2 separate regions of the Mus musculus genome follow, and region 1 is linked to region 2. A link is a contact called in public Hi-C data. All regions are on one chromosome and are shown on one strand. The core of a region is the stretch at or near the end of the contact, and the rest is flanking DNA. Distances in the headings are between cores, read along the strand shown.

Region 1 (3,871 bases), core at 994-3,493, 340 kb after region 2:
AGAAGTCGTTTCACCATGGTTATTTCCCAGTTTTGGGACAACCAGGATGTGACTGAGGCTGTCCACAAGGACTTCTAGGAGCCCCACAGCCCTGTGTGACCTGGCAATCACATGATTGCCAGGCAATCTCATGGCTCCTGACTCTGCCTGGTGCATTCCAGGGATGCTACTAATACAGATGGCCCCCTCTTCCTTATCCTGGCCATCTTAGCCCTGCCCATCTCTAGGTAGCAGGAACAGATACTTTTGATACCGCTGTCCCAGACAGGAGAGCATTCTAGAAGCTAGCTGATCCTGCCTGAGCAATCCACACCTAGACTAGAAGCTGCAGTTTGGCTGGGCGGTGGTGGCAGAGGCAGGCGGATTTCTAAGTTTGAGGCCAGCCTGGTTTACAAAGTGAGTAACAGGACAGCCAGGGCTACACAGAGAAACCCTGTCTCGAAAAAAACCAAAAAAAAAAAAAGAAGAAGAAGAAGAAGAAGAAGAAGAAGAAGAAGAAGAAGAAGAAGAAGAAGAAGAAGAAGAAGAAGAAGAAGAAGAAGAAGAAGAAGAAGAAGAAGCAGCAGCAGCTGCAGTTTGAGTGGTACCTGGAGGGACTTCCTTGCACTCAGAAGACTGAGATGGGACAAGGGAAATGGAGGCTATCCTGGGCTACACAACAAGTTCCAGGACAGCCTGAGCTATAGTGAGGCCCCGTCTCTAAATAGAGAGAAGAGATGCAGCAGCAAGCAGCTCCAAAATGCAGAACCGGATAAGAAGGCAGACAGGCAGACAGGCTTGCCCTCCAGTTGCCTTGGCAGCTGTCCTAGAATGCTGTGGCTGCTATCGCCACCTGGTGGGCTCTTCCAGAAACACATGCACGGAGCCTTCTTTCATTAAAGCCAGTAAAGCTTGGATTTCGGAATGCTGGGAATTGAAAATCCAATTAGACTGTCTCATAGTTAAAGGGCAACACTGGGATCAGAGGGCTGAAGTTGTAGTCAGAGGTAGGGTGCTTGCTTAGTGTGTGTGGGGCCATCGGGTGCATCCTCAGTACCAAGTCCAGAGAATGAAGGGGTCAGGGGATGAGACCAAAGGGGAAAACAAGGTGCAGCAGGAAACATGCCTTGAGCAGAGTCACGTGACTTTTCTTCACCATCTCCGCCCAATTTTCAATATTAAATAAGTAACTGGGCCTCTGTATAAAGCCACTCTCCACGTGAGGCACCTGTGAAGGGCTTTGCAAGCTGCCAATGATAGCTCTGCTGTTGGGAGATGATGCCCGTCAGAGCTGCTGAAGTCAATGAGGTCAGTGCTTCCGGCAGTGAGAGTCAGGCTCTGTTCTGGAGGTCCCCACCACCCGAGCCCAGCAGGGAGGCTCGCACAGGAGTGGCAGTGGCTCCTCCCTCTGCTGCCCAGCATGCCTTTAGGAAAGCCAGGCACACGAGGCTTCACTCTGACTCTCTCCTCAGTCCCTCTAGCTTGCTCATTAAGGACCACCGCAGGTAGAGACTGTGCTGTGCCTGCATCCATCATTTCTAGGAATTGTGTCAGGATTTCTTTGAAGGACCAAATTCTGGGTCTGAACAAGAGGTGAGAATGCCCCCGCCGCCCCCCAACTCCTGCCCAGGAATGCCATGGTATTGGAAGCTAGACCTGCAGTGTTGGCCTTGCTGGTGGACAGAAGACCAGCATGTAGCAGTGGGCATATTTCCCAGTAGCTTCTTGCCATTCTCCTGCAGCAGCTGTTCAGACAGGTGCAGCCCCAGGAGCCTAGAGGGTCAGCCTGCCCCACCAGTCACAGCAGACTTCAGGCAAGCCAGGTCGCCTCATCCTCAGGGCCTGATGCTGAGCTTAGATCACAGGTACTGGGAATGTCTCCTGCCCAGCCACTGGCTGCAGGTGACATTGGTTTTCACTGTGTGTCTGCTGGACTGCACCCTGGAAGCCTGTCTGGAGGTATTCACAGAGATCAGCCCACTGCTTGTGAGGTTAGCCATGGAAGGGGAATTGGTAAATGGCATTACAGATGACATGAGTGAGTCATACAGAGGGTCAGACACTCAATGTGTGTGCATTGGGTTTTAATCCCAGACATCTGCTTCCAGGGCCTGCCTTTGTGCAGTCTTAATAGTGAAGGAGTTTCCAGGAAGAGACCTGAAAGGGGAAGACCTGGTGAAGGTGAATCCCAGGACTTCACTGAGTAGAGATGAGAAGCCCTCTCTTGGGATTGGCTGTTAGCTCCTCCCATCTTCCCGGACTAAATATAAATACTTGCAGCATATGTCTTTCTGACGCACTCACATTGGATCTGTTTGAACACAGTAAGTTAGAGCAGAAGGCCAAGGGAGGGAGAAAGCTCAGATCTTCTAATAAAGCCGCATCTCCCCGCCCCCATTCCCCTAGTGTCAGTGGTTTTAATTCAAAAGCTGACATTTTCAAGCAGTTTGTTTTATTTTTCACTCACTACGTAAATGTTGTTTGTACGTGAATGTGCTGAGTGCTTGTGTGCGCACCACGTGTGCGCAGGTGCCTGCTGAGGTCAGGAGAGGGTATCAGGTCCCCTAGAACTGGATTACGGGCAGTTATGAGCCGCCCCATCTCCGTGCTGGGTGGGAACCACACCCAGGTCCTCTGTAAGAGAGCAAGGCTCTTAACCACAGAACCATCTCTGCAGCCCTCAGATAATTTACTTTAAGAGTTACAGCACAGGTATAAAATGAACAGAACCATTCATTTTGCCTCTTCCCACTGTCTCAGCTAGTGCCTCTCCCAACAGGCAGTTTATTAACAGAAAGGAATACAACACCCGCATCTCAACTCCCCGTGGCTAGAATGGAGGGACTCCCATTCCACCTGTGAGGTGACTAGGACCCCCTCCCCTTAGCCCTGCATCTCCTCTCTCTCTCTCTCTCTCTCTCCCCGTGTGTGTGTGTGTGTGTGTGTGTGTGTGTGTGTGTGTGTGTGTGTCCTGCTCATCCTGCCCAGTGAGTAACATCTTAGAAGGCAATGTGCTCGAGGCGCCACCATCTGACAGTGCACAGTTACCATCACACTTGGGTGACATATGGAAGCCAGCGGGAGGCATGGCTACAGCACCTAACCTAAGCAACTGGCTTCGGTTTGTGTGTCTGTGTGTGTCTAAACTACAGTCAAATTGATTACCACACTATGCTTGGAACCTTACTTTGATGGAGGTAGAGCGTAATTAGAAATTCAGAATTCCGTAGCTGGGCGTTAATTACTTCTTCATTGAATTTGTATGTACGGAGTGAGTTCACTGACATTAACCTCTCCAGTTCTGTAAGGTCATGGAAGGAGGTGTGTCTAGCTGGGTTTCTTTCATGTTTATGTGTTCTCTGAGTTCTGCAGTCTGGTCCTTCTAACTCTGCTGCTTCCTTTGTGGGAATCTGGCTCTTTTTCTACCTTGTGTTGCCTGTTCCCTGTGTTCAGCAATGCCCACTTTTGACGACGCTTCCAAAGCTATGTTCTGGTTCATGGAAACCATAGGGTTAAGATCCTTAGAGCTAAGCTTTCCTGTTGTCCTTTCCATTTTGTGTGCATTTGTGTGCTTCAGTAAGGCAGGGAAAGTGTGCAGGCATGTGCCAGTGCATACAGTGGAGGCCGGAGCTTGGTGTTGGATGTCTTCCTCTAATACGGCTGCTTTGTTCTTTGATACAAGGCCTCTCTCGCTGTACTTGGTGTTCAGCATCCTCTTGTGGCCACCTCCTTAACGCTGGGATCCCAGATGCAGAAGCTGGGGATCCAAACTCAACTCCTCATGCTCACAGCAAGGTCTTTGTGGGCTGTGTCATCTCCCAACCCTGTCCCTTATTTCTTTTAAAAACAAATATGATGAGTGTGCTCGCCTGTGTTTTATTGAATGCTTAAT
Region 2 (3,613 bases), core at 982-3,481:
ACCTCCTGCCCATGTTGCAGCCACTGTCTGAGAGGAAAGCTTACTATTCAGAAAGGCTCACTGCCTGGGCACATGGATGCCAGTTTGGCACTGTTTTTTTGCAAAGAGGAAGAGATCTTTATAGGAGGGCAGCTGAAAAGGTGGCAGGAGGCATGTTCACATACACTGGTACAGAGCAGTGCACGTGGCCCAGGGTAAGGGGGCTCCACAGAGTGAGTGGTTGTAACAGGGGACCTTGTTAGAGCAGTCTGTACCCCGCAGTCTGGGTCAGGTGGGACTTGAGACCCCCTCTGTTATGTTATCCATCTGTTGGCTTCTCTCAACTCTATTCCGAATGACTGAGGTCTTTTATTCTTCAGCTTCTGTTCATGAGGACTTTCGTTCCCTCGGGACCATTATGGTCTCTTGAGGCTGGATCCCAAGGGTTGTTGCATGTGCAAAATTCAAGACAACAACAACAACAACAACAACAACAACCACCGCCACCACCACCACCACCACCACTCAAATGATTTCCAAGAGCAAGGAAATTGCCACGTAGTGGCTTGGTTCTAATCATGTGCTTTGGGGGAGCCTCAGTTCCTTGCGTACCTACCTAACTGACTTGGTCTGGACACAGTCTATACCCTGGCATATCCTAATACTGGGAGTCTTGTCTCCAGGCTCAAAGTGCCTGGGTTCAAATCTAGCTCTGCCACTTACAAGCTCTGCAGTGTGGAACCAGCCAGTCCACCTCTTTTTATTTTTTTGTAAACTTCAGTGTTCACCTCAGTACTGCAAGGTACAACTTCATACGTAAAGTATTACTTATCACTAGAGAAGCCGCACCCTTTGATGCTGAGATAACACCTGGTACAGTGCCTGGCACGTCTTAGGAACTTGATAATACATTTTCTATCCTTATTCTTCCTGACTCCATGGTACTCAAGCCTCAACACTTATAATAATATGGAAGTGCTCCGATCTGGGGGCAATCCTCTCTCTATATTATTCAGCCCAATTGTGTAGTGTTTGCTGCTTTGTGTCACATGACATGCTGAAGTAGGGCCCAGTGACATGAACTTGAATAGGACTTGATTTCTGCCGCAACCTCACAATTAAGTTGAAGGGTCACTTTGTTCAGATACTTGTTGTACACACATTTCTTACAATCTATGGCAAAAAAAAAAAGTTGCAATGTGAAAGTGGGGTCTAGAGAGACACAGGACAAGGGCAGAGCCACGTGGAGGATGGGTGAGGTTGGGTATGGGAGTGAGCAGCTGTGGACTTGCTGAGCAGCACCACATTTGAATCACAGCCGGGGTGCTTAGAAAGCCTTGGAAAACATACCCTGTCTGAATCTAGAAAGGGTTACAGATTCAACCTTTGTTCTTAAAAGGTTCACAGTCTGGTGAAAAACACACCCAGGTGTCCTGGCCAGAAAGCAGAGCATCTCTCTATGATCTCCCTCCTCACTCCTCAAGCTGTCAGTCAGCACATGTGGTCCACTCTCCAAGGGTTATGTATGGTGGTACCCATAAAATTCAGGTAGCATTAGGAATAGGAGGTGGAGAGTGAGGGTGCTGTAATGCAGTGAGAACAATCCAGTAAGAGGAAATCTTACTACTTTTCTACTTGTTATATATATATATATATATATGTGTGTGTGTGTGTGTGTGTGTGTGTGTGTGTGTGTGTGTGTATGTGTGAGCGTGTGTATATGTATTAGGAGAAATATTAGACAACCTTTAATATATATGTGAATATGAAGTCTCAATTTTATATATTATATGGGATTTTAATATTAAAACATATATATGTATATATATGTGTGTGTATGTATATGTATATATATATATATATATATATATATATATATATATATATATATATATATATATATAGTAGAAAAATCCAGCACCATCTTTAACAAGGAAAATAAGCCAGTCACAGAGAGAGAAAGAGGCTTTCTTAGACATCAACTATACCTGCAACACCAACCCTAGAATATGAAAAGGAAGACTTATGCACTTAGAGGAGCAAAGATGGAGACCACCTGCAGAAAGTAACGTCATAAGGAACTTTTTCAGCCAGCTAAGTAGAAATTAGCACCAGACATGCCACCAAGAGGAAGCTCACCATCCTGAAGCCTGTGGAGGACAAAACCCACAAAGCCTTCCCAGGGGCTGATGTGGGCTGTGGGTAAGGCACGCATGCGCACTGCCAGTCTTGCTTCCGTTCTGTTGTGGTTAGAGATGGTGGGTTCCTCGGCTGGAGTGTGAACCATTCTCATGCAGCTGGGGACTCGTGTGCTGCTGTCTGATCAGAGGCGGGCGCATGAGCATCTCACACACCCGGATTAGCACTTGGGCAAGGCTAGATCTACAGAAGGGGAGGCATCGAAACAGCTGCAGGTAGCATGTGGCTTGTGTTCTGAAGTGGTCCTTTTCCGCTTTCTTTCCTGATGAAATCTAAATCTTGAGAAGAGCAAGCTCTCTTGAGGTAGAGAAGTAAGTGTAGACTCTCTCAAGGGTCTCTGAGTATTACGAGGTGCAGAATAGATCATGAAGTCATGTCCTGACTGCGCTCCCCTTTGGCCCCCTGTAAGTACAGACCTATATAATTCAACCTACTCTTTTATGTTTTCTATCTCAAGGATATTCTGCAATGTCATCTGTTCTCATGCAAAAAATAATTACTTTTCATGTTGAGACTGATGTAAGAAAGACTTAACTTTGCTTGAGAGTTTGGTGGAGAAAGCATGAAGGTGGAAATATTAGTCAGCCGCTTACATGGTAACTATACTCCCAAAGCAGAGAGCAGACAGGAAACGGGGCAGGGCTATTAAGCCTCAGGACTGGCCCAGTGACCCACTTCCATCTGTTAAGTCTCCAGAGGTTCCACAACCTTCCTAAACAGCGCCCCCAGCTGGGGACCAAGGGTTAAAACAAATGAACAAAAACCGTTTACATCATAACAGGACACAAGCATTCTAAATTAAAATGTGAACTCTTTTCCTTTTTGAAGATGCTACTGAAAATTCACATGTTGCAATTGATCCTTGATGCTTGTAAAATCCTGAGTAAAAAAATACCCATGGAATCTTCCTCCTGACTTCCTTTTCTGCCTATTGGGAGCCACAGAGGTGTCACCCAGATATGTAGGTGCAGTCAGAGTCTGTCTCTTCTACCATGTTTAAAACCTCTTTAGCATCTTCTAAATTCAATTCAACAAAGCTTAAACCATCCTCTGTATTCTCTTCTCTTCTCTTCTCTTCTCTTCTCTTCTCTTCTCTTCTCTTCTCTTCTCTTCTCTTCTCTTCTCTCCTCTCCTCTCCTCTCCTCTCCTCTCCTCTCCTCTCCTCTCCTCTCCTCTTCTCTTCTCTTCTTTTTTTTTTTCTTTTGAGACAGGGTCTCACCATTTGTTCTGACTGCCAGAGAATTCACTATGTAGATTAGGCTGGCCTCGAACTCATGGAGATCTGCTGGGATTAAAGGCATGTTCCACCACACCAGGTGCCATTTTTAATTTTTGGGGGGGCAGGTATTTGAAATACAACTTTTTTTTTTTCTAATTCTAAACAAAAGAAAGGGACTGACAGGTATGAACAAGATCTGACCACTGAACATTGCAA

The links. Hi-C and Micro-C count contacts between places; a contact is called where the count stands out from the background.
Region 1: a Hi-C map of the G1E-ER4 cell line shows a contact between it and region 2, with 1.7 times the contacts expected there. The contact joins two enhancer-like sites. A contact is called at or near these places in 5 of 484 Hi-C or Micro-C datasets (the G1E-ER4 cell line, bone marrow-derived macrophages, embryonic stem cells and 2 more) and 1 of 115 datasets of contacts at active chromatin or transcription factors (pancreatic cancer cells).

Annotation. Positions count from the first base shown.
Region 1 is chr7:49,271,853-49,275,723 of GRCm38.p6, forward strand. The region is part of intron 1 of Nav2 (neuron navigator 2); the gene reads left to right. Among named protein-coding and RNA genes, the nearest start is that of Nav2, 28 kb to the left of the region's middle. Within about 2 kb of position 2,244, at least 18 of the 459 cell types and tissues checked have an H3K27ac peak or open chromatin away from gene starts, as enhancers often do. A contact at or near this core is called in the G1E-ER4 cell line and bone marrow-derived macrophages, where this site is marked.
Region 2 is chr7:48,935,525-48,939,137 of GRCm38.p6, forward strand. No RefSeq gene overlaps it. Among named protein-coding and RNA genes, the nearest start is that of Gm2788, 56 kb to the left of the region's middle. Within about 2 kb of position 2,232, at least 66 of the 459 cell types and tissues checked have an H3K27ac peak or open chromatin away from gene starts, as enhancers often do. A contact at or near this core is called in the G1E-ER4 cell line and bone marrow-derived macrophages, where this site is marked.